2 separate regions of the Mus musculus genome follow, and region 2 is linked to region 1. The links are chromatin contacts, called in public Hi-C maps. All regions are on one chromosome and are shown on one strand. Each heading gives the region's core, a stretch centred on a gene start, on an enhancer-like site or on the middle of the called end of the contact. The rest is flanking DNA. Distances are from core to core; before and after follow the strand shown.

Region 1 (7,812 bases), core at 2,874-5,373:
GCCGCAGCGCTGTTCAATAGCAGAGCAGGCTGAAATATTCCGAGCCCTTTACATGGTGTTAGATTCTCCTCCTAATGTGTTGTGCCCATTGACTTGAAAGAAAACAATGTTTGTCTATAAGGGACTCACGTTTTTCAGTCTTTAAGTGATAAGTAGTAATGGCTTCTTAAAATGCTTGATCTCTGTGGCAGGGGGTCAGAACTGAAAAGGGCAGTCAAGTCAGTTTCTAATTGGGCATTTCTGGAATTAGATGCTAATTATCCCCTTATTATTAAATGGCTTTTTAGTCATAACATTCTCAGAATAAATATTTTTTTTGTAAAAATAATTAGGTAGAGAAAAATATGTAAGAGTTTTTTCCTGCTTGCACAACCTTGCCTACTTACCTAACTACCTATCTACTTGCCTACTGGTTGAATGCCAAAATATCTCTTGTCTTTGTTTTTAGCATTTCAGAAATAAGATTTATTAGGTGAGAAGGCATCATAACCACGGGAGCCGTGATTAAAATGTGAGAGGGAGAGAATTTAAAAGGATCAGTGGGAACCTGAAGGATGGCCCAATGGTTAGGACCACTCACTCCTCTTTTAGAGGACCCAGGCACAGTTCTTGGCAGCCACATGGTAGCTCACAGCCATTTGAAACTCCATTTCCAGAGAAGCAGATCCTCTCTTCTGGTCTCCAAAGGCACCAGGCACATCCATGATGCACGGATACACACACAGGCAAAGTAGCCATGCATATAAAATAAAAGCTCATTTTAATAAAAAATTAAAAATAGTTGATACATCATCCTAGGGTCATTGTGATGGAGCAATAGAGAGGACCCAAAACCCAGAGAGGACCTTCATTAAGAAGGATACGTTAAAGTGTGAGAGAGATCACCTCCATAGGCAGGGTGACAGGAGAGGGGCCTCAGTCTTTGCTTTCCCATGTGGATCACCAACCGTTCTTAATGTACTACCCACTGCTCTATTCCCTGATGTCTAGTAACACAGGGAAACAATCAACCGAACAGCAAAGCTGAGCTATGGGGGCTCAGCCTGGCAAAGCTGCCTCTCTGATTCAGGCTGTCTTATACAACTTACACAACTTTTAAAGGAGAAGGGGGAAAATGTATTTTATAATGCCTGCTAATTTATCATTATAGTAAGTATTTTTATAATAAATTTATTAACAGGAGATTCTTTATTCCAATAAGGAAATTATTGATATTCTAGTTTTTCCTTCAAATGGACAGCTGTAAAAGAGTGTATTTTCTGGCTACTTCAGCATGCTAGTAAAGACAGGGAGTAGCATCCGGTTTGAGAAACTCCTTTGGAATAAATATGTCAAGAAATTTTAATCAATGAGTAAGTAGCTTAGCTAACCAATGCTTTTTAGTGAAGACAAGTAGAGCTGTAAACATCTTGAAGTTGTGCATGCATGTGTACACACACACACACACACACACACACACACACCCCACAAGGATACTCACAGGTGCTCACATTGATGAATCAATATTTGCGATTGTTATATATTTTCTCTTCTCCCCACCCAAGAATACATTTTGGAAGCTTACTTCATCAGACCTCTCCTTGTTTAATCCTCTTTCATTCCAAAGTTGCCTAACTCCATTGTGTATGTGAGGTGAAAAAATATCAGGCACCCAACATCTGCAGTCCTGGGAAGTAGGAGTGGAAGGAAGGGGTGGGTGGAAGGAGGGGCCATGATTTCCTCATGAACTATCTCCTACAGCCTCAGAGATCCTTGTCCCTTTGTTACCATAGCTATCTCTGTCCATCTTGTATTGAGTTATTTATGTGTTGTTTCTTCATCTGGCGGTGTTCTGTTGAAATGAACTGCAATAGCTCTGGCTGCTCCTGTAATGGCTTGGATCTTAAACATACCCTAAAGGACACAAAGAGTTTTGATCACCGGCCTATGGCACATTTGGGAGGTAATGGAATCTTTAAAGAGATATGGCCAAGAGGAAGGAGGTTAAGTAATCAGGAGTGAGCCCTTGAGAGGGATGTGAGCACTCTGGGCCTCCTTTTCTCCTCCTTGTTGTTTACCCACTATGGGATGATCCGTTTTAGTCTACCATGTATGTTCTACCGTGTTGCGTTCACTCAACACAGGTACCCCCTGGAGTCAACCAAATAACATTGGACTAAAACCCCTGGAAGAGTAAGTCAAGGTAAGTTTCCACCCTTTCCACTTTCCCATTATTAGTTCAGGGACTCTGTGCAGCGCTGGCAAGCTGAAGAGCAGCATGTCTTCTGCTATTCACCGTCTTCATAACTTCTCTTGTGTCTGCGGGCACTATCTGCTCTTCTTGTCTTCTCCAGAACAACTTCCAGCACCCAAGTCACCTCCTAAAAGTGACAACGACTCAGCCCATCATTAAATCTTAGTGCTGAATGCTTGAGCTCCTGACAATAGAATCTGAGAGGAAGGAGGCAATCCCCTGGGGGAAAGAATTCCATTTCAATTCTTAATACATTGGCATCAGGATTAGACCATTGCTCCTTCTGTATGTACCATCCATCAAGAACTCCATTGCTGTAGGCATCCAGTCTTGTCCGGATTTCTCAAACCTAGTTTAGATCAGGGTGTGAGTAGGTGAGAGCACTCGAAAGAGGAAGCCCCCAGGGCTTCTAGCAACCCTCTCTTCCTTGGATGCTACCTTGGTGTTCTCTGGCCTGAGTCAAGCCTGGCTTTCCCTGTGGGATGATAGATTGGACAGCTTCAAATCCCACAACTGATGATCAACACTGACCATTGGGTAAACTTTCTATCTAGCGTCTGTGCCTCAGTTTCCTCTTCTGATATGTGGCCTTAATAATATTACTTATGTCATAGGGGTGCTATGAGGATAAAATGAGCAAATCTCTGTTAAAATATATGTTAAAATGACAATATACACTTAGGAAACTGGGGGGTTGTGTGTAGGTGTATGCACATGCAGGTATGTGTGTAAATGCATGCGTGTGGGTGCACATATGTGGTGTGTGTGTGTGTGTATGTGTAAAACTCAGGCCAATTAGCCCTGGCTGACTTTCGAGTGTGCCCCAGAAGTCTGTCAGTCTACAGTCCCCTGCTCTGGGATTATAAACATGGCCCACAACACTTAGCAATTTACATAGGTTCTGGTGACCATACTTGGATCCTTATGTTAGCTAGCAAGGGAAGCTTTTTGTTCAATGAAATGACCCATCTCCCCCGCCCTGTGATTTCCATCAATGGGTACTTATTACCAACTGTCTTACTTGCCTTCAAAAGTTTTTGACTTCTTCCCTCTAGAACTCTTAAGAGAGTAATCCAATGTTGTTAATGATGCGTGTTCTCTTGCTTCCCAGGGGAGACAGAATCTGCCCATCAAGGGTGGAGAAAGGGCATGTCCTTGGGGACCTCTGGAATTGATGAGCTGACACCCAAGGCTTGCCTCTGTCTTTTTCAAGTAGTGTAAGAGGCAAAACCAACCCCATTTCTACCTTTTCCACCCCGCAGACTTTTATTTGGCATCCCTCTCTTGAAGAGCTGGCTTTAGAAGAAGCGCAAACCCTGTAGGCTGCTCTGAAGTAGCTGTCAGTACTGTAAGAATTAAGTCAAATTGCACCAAGCTGAGCCCAGCCGTGTAGGTCTTTCCAGGCCCCTTCCTCACTGGGGTGGCTTGTTTGTTTTTGTCATGCTTAGGATCAAACCCAAGACCATAACATGCTAGGCAAGTACTTGAGTTTCATCTTGTTCCCAAGGGGATTACTTAACTAGGACATATACACACATACACACCCATGAGATGACGAGAAGACATTAAAATATCCTACGATCCCAAGTATAGGTGAAGCCCCTATAGTGACATGCCTGCTAACATGTCATATGGCGAGCAGAAGAAGGAGTGACTTTTCTCCTTTGATCATTTACCAGCACACACTTTTTTGTGCTATGAATCACAAAGGAGAACTGTAGATAGAGTACTTGTCTAGTCTGAACAAGGCCTAGTATGCTCCACCCCTAACACAGCCCACAGAAAACACAACTGAAAACAAACAGAAGAACAAACAAATCCTGAAGAGGAAGCTCTCTGAAAGGCCCCAGGGGCATTTCCTTAACAGGCCTGCTTTCATGGATGTGCTCCGGGAGGAGAGAGAGAGAGACTCCCAAAGGCTGAGGTCAAGGGAGCCAGTCATTCCTTCCGGGGCCAGAGCCTTGAATATGTATGAGGTGACTGTGTGGCCTTGAGTCACCCAATCTCTCTTTGTGCCTCAGTTTATCTCACATAAAATGAAGGCTTTGGATTAAATGATCTCAGATAAGAGGAAGGGAGGGGAGGGAAGGGAAGAGGAGGGGAGGGAAGGGGAGGGGAGAATTCTATTGTGGTCTAAAGTAGTGGGACAAGAAAATGTTGTGCCCTTCTCTGACACATTTGATGATAAACCATTTCCTGACTCTGAGAGATTTATCAGTCAAAGGCAAGAATGGCTGACTGATATGTTTACTTTGCTCGGGAGGGCAGCTGTCGGACAGTTCTTACAGGTGAAGGTGGGTATCTTACTGATCATATTCATCTATTTCCTTTCTGCAGACCCATTAGTTTCTTCTTAATTAGCAATGGGAAGCGTAGAACTGATCAGTCAAATTGTATACAGCCTTGCAGATCATATGTATGTTATTAAAAGTACTATAAATGAATGAGATAGTGCTTTATTTAGTCAGTTATTCAGTGTGTGTGTGTGTGTGTGTGTGTGTGTGTGTGTGTGTGGTATATATGTGGTCTGTGTGGTGTATGTGCATGTTTGTGTGTATGTGATCTGCATGGTGTGGATTGTGTGTGTTTGTGTATGTATAGGCTGTATGTGGTGTATATGTAGTCTGTGTGGTGCTGGTGGTAGTGGTGGTGGTGGTGGTGGTGGGTGTGTGTGTGTGCATGTGTATGTGTGGTGTATATGGTCTGTGTGGTGGTGGTGTGTATGTGTGTGTGTGTGTGCGTGCATATGAAAATGCACCTATGGCATCAGACATTGCTGTCAGGTGTCTTCCTCTATAGCTCTTTGTGTTTTTGAGACAGGTCTCTCACTGAACCTGGAGATTTTACTGAGGAGTCTAGACTGGCTGCCAGTGTGAGGTTCCGAGGTCCATGGGTCCCAGCTTGCCCAGTGTTGGGATAACAGGTACCCCACAGCAATGTTCAGATCTTTCCGTGCATCCATGGGATCCGAACTCAGGTCCTCACACTTGTGCAGTGAACATTTCAGCCACTGAGCCATTTCCCCAACCCTGAGGCTTTATTTTCCACTGAGGTTGTTGAAATACATCAGGGGGTTGGGAGTGGGGATGGGGGATTGCCTACTGCATTTTCTAAACTCCTGCTCTCCTCAGTTGCAGTCTATGGGGTGCTCTCCCCATTGTCACCCACAAATTCACACATTGAAAAGCAAGTTGAAGGCTGAAGAGGTCAGTAAATGGTAAATAATTGAGTCACGATGACACCGGGCTTCTGGGCTCTTAATGGCTGCAGTTGTTGCAGGAGGGGCTCATTACTTCCTAGGTGTGGCCTCCTCAGCAGCGCCAGATCAGTTTATCAGAGAAATAATGGGCACATGAGACTTAATTGGTGCCGAGCGATGAGCGAGGCAACCTACTCTCCCCATTTAAAAGGAAAACGACTCTCTTTTGCTTGGCAGCCACACCTTCTAATTACTCCGAAATGCCTAAGACTCATTATCTTCAAAGTTTGGAGAAAGGCAGGGGAAAAAAAAAAAAGAGGATAAAAATGATCACATCACCTAGAGTGGAAAACTCCAAGGACCAAAGGGTCTAGTCAGCCAGCCTGGTGCTCAGTCCTGTCACAGCAAGGGTAGGTTGAATGGCCATCAGGCCATGCAGGTGGCCGGTGAGCAGGAGGTGACGTTTGCTCACGCCCGCTCCTCCTTTGAAGCAGGCATTGAGCAAGAGTAGGCGGTGGTGGTGCTGCTGCTGGTGGTGTGTGGGAGGTTTGATGGAGCAGTGTAAGCACAGACATGGTTAAATACTGCCACCTTTCTCCCCTGGGCAGTCTCTGTGCCAGTTCACCTCTGTGGAGGGTTGAAAGGGCCTTCTATACCTGTACACTGTGCCCTTGGGTATCACGCCAAGTATCAAGGTATCAAGGGAGTTTTATTGCTGCTGCTGGCAAGGTACCCAACACCACCTTTTCCTACCGAGCTGAGGTTTTCTACTTTCTCCCCAGGAATGCTTGGCCTGGGAAAGGCAGAGCAAGACTTTGAAAAGAGGTGAATATTCATGCTGGGAAACTCTTTAATCGTAAGCTCTGTAGATTCCACCCTGCCCTCCCTACATGATGTCAGAATTTTGGGGTGAAGTGCAGGCGATGTCATGTTTGGAGGAACTGGTCAGGTCTGCCCTAGAAGGCCTTTCTCACGTGCACCGTCAGGCTATTTCTTCTTGTTCCCACATCTGGGAAGATTGATGTATTAGTGACGTTTTCCATTGCTGGGTCAAAAATACCTGGGGGAAGTTATCTATAAGAGGGAAAGAGTTATTTTGGCTTATAGTTCTGGAGGGTTTAGTCTAGAGTCTGTTGACTCCACTGTTTTGGGTTTGCACCAAGGAGCTGTAGTGTAGGGCAGAGTAGGGTGGAGTTACTATTCTAGTAGACGGTGGGAAATAGAGATATAGGGAGGGACTGGTATTCTAATATCCCCTGCAACAACACAGCTCCAATGATCTAACTTCCTCTCATGAGATTTCATCTTCTAAACCTTCTATTACCTTTTAATAGCACCATAGCACCCAGCCTTCATACATGGGCCTTTGGAGAGAGCATTTGAGGTTGGAACCGTAAATGCTGTGTGTAGAGCCTTTTAAAAATTGGTTGATTGATTGACTTGTATTTTATGTGTGTGAGTGTTTTGCTCGTATGTGTATACCACCTGTGTGCACAGGGTCCACAAGGATGGGAAGAGGGTATTGAACCCATGAAACTGGAGTTAGAAACAGTTGTGAGAAGCTATTCGAGTACTGGGAAGCAGATCTGGGTCTTCTGCAAGGGAGCAATTATTCTTACAATGGAGCCATCCCTCCAGCTCCAACAGGTTTGCTCGTAAGAGGAGACTTCCCATACCCTTGTGAATATGTGTATAAATGAGTAGACAGCCTTTTCCCCCATTCCTGAATTCTTCTATATGTGTGCGTCTTGAAATCCACTGAAAAATCTGTGGACTTTGAGCAAAGAGACTATGAGAATCCTCTTGACTGCCTTGTCTCATTAACTGTGGAAGTGCTTCAGCAAGTTTTAAGCACCTATTAAGAGAACCTAAGATGAAGAAAGCCAGATTCTGGTCTGGAGTGAATTCACAGATCCAAGATCTCTTTGTTTCCTTTCCTTCCTTTCCTCTCCCAGCACAGCTTCCCCGTCCCGCCCCTCAGATCCCCCCCCTCTCTTCCTCTCCTCATCTCTTCCTCTTAGTGCTACCAACAGCATCTATCTCTTGCCACTTGTCCACTAATCAGGGAGACAGTTGCACCTTTCCGATAAATTTGGTTATTCTTTCTTCTTTTCTGTGCCTTCCATGGAGAATAACAGACCCGAGGAGACACTGGACAACTCTGGATTTATTTAGAGAAATATTCTTCAGCAGTGTGTCACTGGGACACTGGGGGCTCTGGCTCTCTCATCCCAGCTACCATGTCACCACTTACTGTTCCAGTCAGCCATCCCACGCTTTTTATTAGAGGATGCTCTGGTTAACCAAACAGGGCCTCTTGGCCTTTGAATTTTTATGCTACTTTAAAGCCTTTAAAAGGGAATGGATTTCTAAACTTCTT
Region 2 (7,812 bases), core at 1,778-4,277, 500 kb after region 1:
CACAAATACACGCACATATGCACACAAACACACACACATACACACACATGGATACATACACACATAAACACACACATACACACACATCTGTAGACACACATATACACACACACATATATACACACACATACACACACATACATTCTTATTCATGTGAGCATGTATGCACATGCCCACACAGCAGACTAAATGAAATTGAGCACATATGCCCACATCATCCAGTATGTGTTTAACCAAAACATTTCAAAGTTCTGATACTCTTCACAACCTCTAAAGTAAAACTTGTTTTGGGATGGAGGAAGGTGGTTCTTTCCAGCACATTTATAGCATGTAATATTTACACAATACAACAAAGGCATGTAATGCAAAGGTTTCTATGACACTATTCTTAAGTATCTAATCTCCACACATTATAACTTAACTATTAATTATCTTAAGTATTTGTTTAACTATAACCAACTTCCAGTTTAATAGTTAGTGTGAGCTATGTTTTAGGCATGGTACCGACTGTTACTGGATATTGCTAGAATCTTATTAAGCTCACGGTTTATATTACTACTACTACTACTATTAATTTTAAGAGTAACTTTCCCTTCCTTCTATGCACAATATCCTTCCTGACACATCCGTAATAAACTCTCCACACTTTATTTTATTTAGTATGTATTTCAGTTACTTTATTTACATCTTAAATGACAGCATTTAGTGAAAAATTATAGACATCGCACTAAAAATTTAAACCTTTCTCCACATGAAATGATTTTTTCGTCTCAAATCTTACAAAATTGTAAGTTGTCAATAACACATCATGCAGCATTTCGTGTTACTTGAAATGTATTTAAAGGGAAACATGTTAGCTTACAACTCCCAGAACATCTGCCTTAGTTTTCCATCGCTCTATCACTCTGCAGGTAACCAGGCATGGAGACTGACTTGGCCAACAATATCCAAGAGTGATCTAATATGGCCTGTCCCACCTGAAAGCCAAAGCTAGGGTCAGGGCTCAGGAAATGTGGCTACTAGCTTTCCATCACAACATACTGCTGGTCAAATGGAACGCTGTCCTGCGAGTCTTTTGTAAATGGAACAGTTATCAACTCTATCACCTCAACACGATTTAGTGATGGAATTCTGTATGCTGGAGAGTCTATGCTTTATAAAGATTAAGTATCATCTTTAAGAAAATAAATAAAATACAAAATAAAATAAAGAAATGGCGCTGTGGGTAGGAGGGATATTACTCTCAGAGAGGACCTGGGCTGGGAATTCACAACAGCCTTTAATTCCTGCTCCTGGGGATCTGATACTCTCTTCTGGCCTCAGGGGGTACTGCCCTCACATGCATAAATTAACCCACCGACCAACCCCAGACACATATAAACATAATTTAAAATTAAAGTTAAATCTCTAAGAATGAATAAGTATTGCTGCTGTCTGTGCCCTAAGGAAGTGCTAGTTTAGTTTGAAGACACACAGAGAACAAGCTAGAAAGTTACAGTTTTACAAATCCTCCATGCACAGGAGAAGCCTCTGACCCAATCTTCTGTGGACATTGTTGCAGATAAGAGGGAAGCTGTTGGCAACAATTTATCCTTTAGGCTTTCTGTAGCTAGCCTCCTTTTAAGATGGATTGATCGGAGTCTGATAACACCTTTGTAGCCAAAGGGGCTCTCAGAAAGAATATCTGCTCTGTTCTGACCCTCGAAAACTATGTGGACAACATGACGTCATGATAAGGCACAGGGGCCCTGAACATTCGTTCATCATTCCCTGAAGGAGCTGAAAGGAGAAACAGGAGCCCTGGACAGGAGCTCAGATATAGCAAGACTGAGTTCTAGAATGAGCATAGAAATGTGCTAGAAACCCATGTCTCCCAAGGACCAGTTTTTATCATACAGATATGTTTTAATCTTCTGCCCATTTGCTTCCAAAAGACGTGATTCTATCACCCTGCTTCCATTTTGGAACTCTGTTCCTTAGTTATTTTATGAGTCCCAGAGTTGAGGTTGAAGCATCAGTCTCCAGCACCATATGTGTGACACTGAAGCCAACAGTGTTGACAAGAAGCAGAGGCTCAAAGCTGGTAAACTGTCACTAAGCAAACATTCACTTTTGAAAGTGATTATGTACCGTTGTGCCTTGCTAACAGTCTACCATATCCTGAGGTACCATTAGAAGGGAAGAATGTTCTAATGTCCTAAGGCATAGTAGGGTGGCTATAGCTAACAATTTATCATGTATTTTATACAGACCTGGAATTCAAGTTTCACAATGCAATATTCCTGTGCAACAAGGAAGGCTAATCGCACTCGTGGTTGCCACACACTCTATATTCATGTCAAGTTATCAAATTGTGGTCTATAAAGATGTACAAATTTTATAGGTCAATAAAAACCATTTTGTGCATACTTTTGCTGATGTGGAATACCATTGCTGTTTAGAAGACACATAATTCCCTGGTATTTAAAACTGCTTCCTCTGAAGCTGGATGCCTGGGTTTTAGACTTAGATCTATGATTTACTAGTTCTAACCTTTGCTACGATTTCCTCACCTGTAAAATGGGATAACAGCATTTACATCATGGACTTTTTGGCATGAACAAGTGAAGTAACTCATATAAAACTGTCAGAACAGTGTGTGGCACATAATAAATGTTCAGTAAATGCTAGTTGTTATTATATCCAGCACTGGAGTCACGATGGATTACCTTGTTGACACTCAATGAAATTTGTGATTGAAGGAAGTGATTGACAGACATGAGCAGCTGATCCTGCCATAACACTTTGTATAAGTTTGCCTTAATAAAATTATCCCCAGAAAGTCATGCAAGCAAGCATAGGCATAAATAGAAATGAAGCGGACTGTATAAGATTTCAATATTCAATGGCAAATATTATTTAACTGTTTAAAACGAGGGCAGGGGCTATCTTTCGTCTGAGGGCTGTTGCGACAAGAGTGTGGTAGTACCTTGTCTGTTCCATAGAGAAACTGTCACAAAGGAGAAACTTCAAAAGTGTCAGAGAACCTTTCCAGCACTGACTCATGAGAGCCACCTCTGCAAGAACAATGCCTTCTGCTGTTTTCCACTCTGTACTCAGAATATCAAAAGAAAGTGGTGATGATGAAATTTATTATTTTAATCAAGCTTCCACCCTCAAATCCCACCCCTCATCACTCTGGCCAAATGTCACAGCAGGAATGATTTTGATCCTTTGCCACCATGCATGATGAAAGAGACTGGTGTAAAACTTGGCCCTGGCAAACAAAGGTCTGTATATTTGGAAACGATCACCTGGCGTGCTGACTCAGTGGCTTCCTTAGCGTTATCTGATGCGGATCTGTCTGTCTGACTGGCAGATCCAGCACCTACGCCTGCCCTGCAGGGTGTGTGCCTTGCCAAGGCCAGGTGCTAACGAAAGAGGCAGAGCCTGAAACTGACTCCAGTGAGGCCCTGGAAACAGCATTCTTGTTCTGGGTCGCTGTCTGGACTGCCGCGCTGTCAATAATGACTCGCATTATTCTTGTGCGAACTGTCAGCTCACTGGACAAGTGTCTCCTTCTACCAGGAGTACACGTGACTCCCATGTTTCCATCACTCTTGATTGTGTTCTCTTTAACCCTGGAATTCCTATGAATAGCGTGAAGACAGAGGCGGTCTCCGTTAAATCCCTTGAGAATTCCTTTATAGTCCCTGAAACTGGTGTTCTTATGCATCTGTGATCCTTCTATTTCTCCTTCCTAGGAATTGCCTGTTTGTTTGCTTTTCTCATTTTTGGGAGGGTGGGGCAATGAGAGAGAGGTAGGGCCTTTCACCACGAAATGTAGACTGCTCTAGAACATGGAGCAGTTTCTTTTGTCTCAGGGCTCCCAAATGTTGGGATTCCAAGTGTGTGTGCCTTGCTTGGCTTTATGTTGTAAAATACTTTTATTTAGAGATGATTTCTTTTTTTTTTCTTATATCCTTATTTATTTATTTATTTATTTATTTATTTATTTATTTATTATTAGGTACTTTCTTCATTTACATTTCCAATGCTATCCCAAAAGTCCCCCATACCCCCCCCCCAAGTCCCCTACCCACCCACTCCCACTTCTTGGTCCTGGTGTTTCCCCTTACTGAGGCATATAAAGTTTGCAAGACCAATGGGCCTCTCTTTCCAATGATGGCTGACTAGGCCATCTTCTGATTCATATGCAGCTAGAGACACGAGCTCGGGGGTGGGGGGGGTACTGGTTAGTTCATATTGTTGTCCCACCTATAGGGTTACAGACCCCTTTAGCTCCTTGGGTACTTTCTCTAGCTCCTCCATTGGGAGCCCTGTGATCCATCCAATAGCTGACTGTGAGCATCCACTTCAGTGTTTGCTAGGCCCCGGCATAGCCTCACAAGAGACAGCTATATCTGGGTCCTTTCAGCAAAATCTTGCTAGTGTATGCAATGGTGTCTGCTTTTGGAGGCTGATTATGGGATGTATCCCCGAGTATGGTAGTCTCTAGATGGTCCATCCTTCCGTTAGAGATGATTTCAAAGATAGCGATGCTCCAAGAATAAAAATAGAAGCTAGGAGCCGGGCGTGGTGGTGCATGCCTTTAATCCCAGCACTTGGGAGGCAGAGGCAGGCAGATTTCTGAGTTTGAGGCCAGCCTGGTCTACAGAGTGAGTTCCAGGACAGCCAGGGCTAAACAGAGAAACCCTGTCTCAGAAAACAAACAAACAAACAAACAAACAAAACAAAACAAAACAAAACAAGAAGAAGAAGAAGGAGGAGGAGGAGGTAGGCATGATGAGCACTAAGTGGCTAGTCTACATAGTTCTAGGATAGCCTGGGCTACAGAGCGTAATCCTGTCTCAAACCTACTACTCTATTAAGGAATAGGAGTACAGAGAATATATCTGCTCATTTTTACTCGGATTTATTTGTGATTATTTGTACGTATAACTGTGTAAATGTTTTCTGCATCTGTATACATGGGGTTTTGACGAACAAAGCACCCTTAATTTTAATGTAGTAAATTTTTTTCAGCTTTCCTCCTTGTGGCCTTTTCTTTAAGAACTTCAAAAATCATTTCTTTAACTCCTAAAGCATTAAGACTTTTCATCCCCAGTTACTTCCAGAAATATAATGCTCTCTTTTACATTCAGTTGAAAATCCACACAGTCTGTGCATAGGATGAGGTCAAGGTCTATTTCTGTTTTCCCCGAGAGATCAAAACACTTCACTCCACTCTCAAGTGAATCAGCCATTCTTCTACACTGGTCTATAATTAGATTTCTGTTGTGGGAGAATCAGAGCTGGGATCTCTCAGAGATGCATTCTGGAAAGTGCATGTCTAGGCAATCCTGCCAATGTACAGAAAGCACAGCGCACACATGCACACACCTGTGGCTCGGTGTCACTCGAGTGGTGGCAAATGGTGTAGCCAGAAGCGCAGGGCAGCTCTGGACTGAAGAGTGTAGGCCATCGCTGCATAATGCTAAGTGTTTATGAGAATAAACACTGTTCGCTATAGGAAAGGCAAGATTAAAAACAAGAGCAGGGAACTCAGCAGGTCTGAAGAAATCAGGACTAGAAGCCTCTGTGTCTATCATGAGTGTGCTGAAGAGCAGAGGCGCTTCAGGACCCTGACTTCACAAACACAGACAGCCAGGCTGCATCACAGTTGTAAGAAGAATAACTCTATGTTAGCTAACTATAACTTCATGTTTCATGAAATTTAATTTTTTTTAACATTGGGATTTATTATACCATTTAGTTTAAAATACGAACACATTGAAGCAATTGGAAGTTTTGGAGTTTGTTAGAGTCTTGAGGTCACCACTGTATGTAACATTATACAGTATGGACCACACATATGCACATGTGTTTGGGCATGTATATAAATATGTATGCCCATGTATATGTACACATATACACATATATATGTGGTAATAAACATACTAGGGCAGAGAAGAAATAATCACTAATACATAGTACTATATAGATGCATGTTTAGTATATACAATATATTGTAAATACATATTTAACTTTTATATTGACAAATGTGCATTCAGAAATATGATGTGTAAATTGTAAATGTGCAAACTGACTTGCTATAGAATAAGTATGTGTATATATGGAGTACTACTATACATATGCTATAGATATGTAGTAAATATATTTATATGTGTAGCTAAAACATATATACTAATATTTGTGTAGTTTTTATTAGTTCCAGTGGACAATTTGTGTAATGGTTTAGCTTACAGACAGCAGGATGTTTCAATCAGAGCCCTGTAAAGTATACCATACATGTCTTCATAAATCTCTCCATGTGGCTGTTCATTAATGGTAGCCTGGTGTGGGGGCTTCTTTCATTGCCTGTTACTATACTTTCATGTAAAGGTTGGTTGGAAAATTAGATTATTTTCTAGTATTCTTTTACCATATATTAGTATGGTATATTGATGGGGCTAGTTTACTGTCTGTCATTCAGTATAACTCTACCATTTTCTCCATGGACATTTTCAGTCTGTCTGTCTTTGCTGGGTTTATTCTGGTAGACTTTTACTTGATTGCTTTTGTTTTCTTCCTGAGAATGACCTGCATTTTTTTCAAGTACATTTTGCAAGTAGTGGGTTTTGGTTTTTTTGGTTTTTTTTTTTTTTCCCTTTTCATTCGTCTGTTTTGTAATTTTTTAGTTGTTCAGTCACTTGGTACACTTTTTTTAAACTATTTTTTAAATATTTGTGTGTGTGTGCAAGGGTAGAGGAAGTAGAAATAAGTAGGTCTGGCCTGTGCACACCACAGATGCTTGTGGAAGGGGAAGGATGGCCTACATTCTGGAGTCAGTTTTTCCTCTGGGGATTGAACTCGGGGTGTCAGCGTTGTGAGGCAGGCACCCTTATTCCCTTCAGCGTCTCCCCAGCCATTTTACTACTTAAAAATATCTATATGAATATTCTCTTGGATTTATACAATAAAATATATTAATTTCTATTAAATAATTTTACATGGTGTTTTCTAGCAGTTAGTAACCCCCAGCAGTGTGGGAAAACATCTGTATTCTGAGTATTTCTTTTAGATTCCTGATTATTTTTTTCTCCCTTACTAATATTCATTCTTTAATAAAGATATGAGACTGCTGTGGTCATTTCTCTCAGCCATCTAATATAAAAACATTGAATATTCTATATGGCTAAAAGCTTAGTCTCTAATGACAAATTGAGCTCAGAGCTGTATCCATATTCACTGGTTTATGACACTGGGAATTTATTTTGTTGTTGCCTTGGTATAAAAATGTAATAACTGTCATGAAAATTAATATATATATATATATATATATATATATATATATATATATATGTAGAGGGGTATATGGGACATATAATGAATGTCTAAGCTAACTATCACTGCTTCATTTTTTTTTTTTTTTTTTTTTTTTTTTATTTTTTTTTTTCCATTTTTTATTAGGTATTTAGCTCATTTACATTTCCAATGCTATACCAAAAGTCCCCCTTACCCACCCACCCCCACTCCCCTACCCACCCACTCCCCCCCTTTGGCCCTGGTGTTCCCCTGTACCGGGGCACACAAAGTCTGCGTGTCCAATGGGCCTCTCTTTCCAGTGATGGCCGACTAGGCCATCTTTTGATACATATGCAGCTAGAGTCAAGAGCTCCGGGGTACTGGTTAGTTCATAATGTTGTTCCACCTATATATAGGGTTGCAGATCCCTTTAGCTCCTTGGGTTCTTTCTCTAGCTCCTCCATTGGGAGCCCTGTGATCCATCCATTAGCTGACTGTGAGCATCCACTTCTGTGTTTGCTAGGC

Evidence for each region. A called contact is a pair of places that touch in the nucleus more often than the background predicts.
Region 2: a contact with region 1 is called in a Hi-C map of epidermal suprabasal cells, with 3 times the contacts expected there. The contact joins two enhancer-like sites. A contact is called at or near these places in 1 of 484 Hi-C or Micro-C datasets (epidermal suprabasal cells) and 1 of 115 datasets of contacts at active chromatin or transcription factors (T-cell acute lymphoblastic leukemia).

The regions. Positions count from the first base shown.
Region 1 is chr13:40,447,507-40,455,318 of GRCm38.p6, reverse strand. No RefSeq gene overlaps it. Among named protein-coding and RNA genes, the nearest start is that of Ofcc1, 160 kb to the right of the region's middle. Within about 2 kb of position 4,123, at least 5 of the 459 cell types and tissues checked have an H3K27ac peak or open chromatin away from gene starts, as enhancers often do. A contact at or near this core is called in epidermal suprabasal cells, where this site is marked.
Region 2 is chr13:39,945,871-39,953,682 of GRCm38.p6, reverse strand. No RefSeq gene overlaps it. Among named protein-coding and RNA genes, the nearest start is that of Gm40924, 27 kb to the right of the region's middle. Within about 2 kb of position 3,027, at least 14 of the 459 cell types and tissues checked have an H3K27ac peak or open chromatin away from gene starts, as enhancers often do. A contact at or near this core is called in epidermal suprabasal cells, where this site is marked.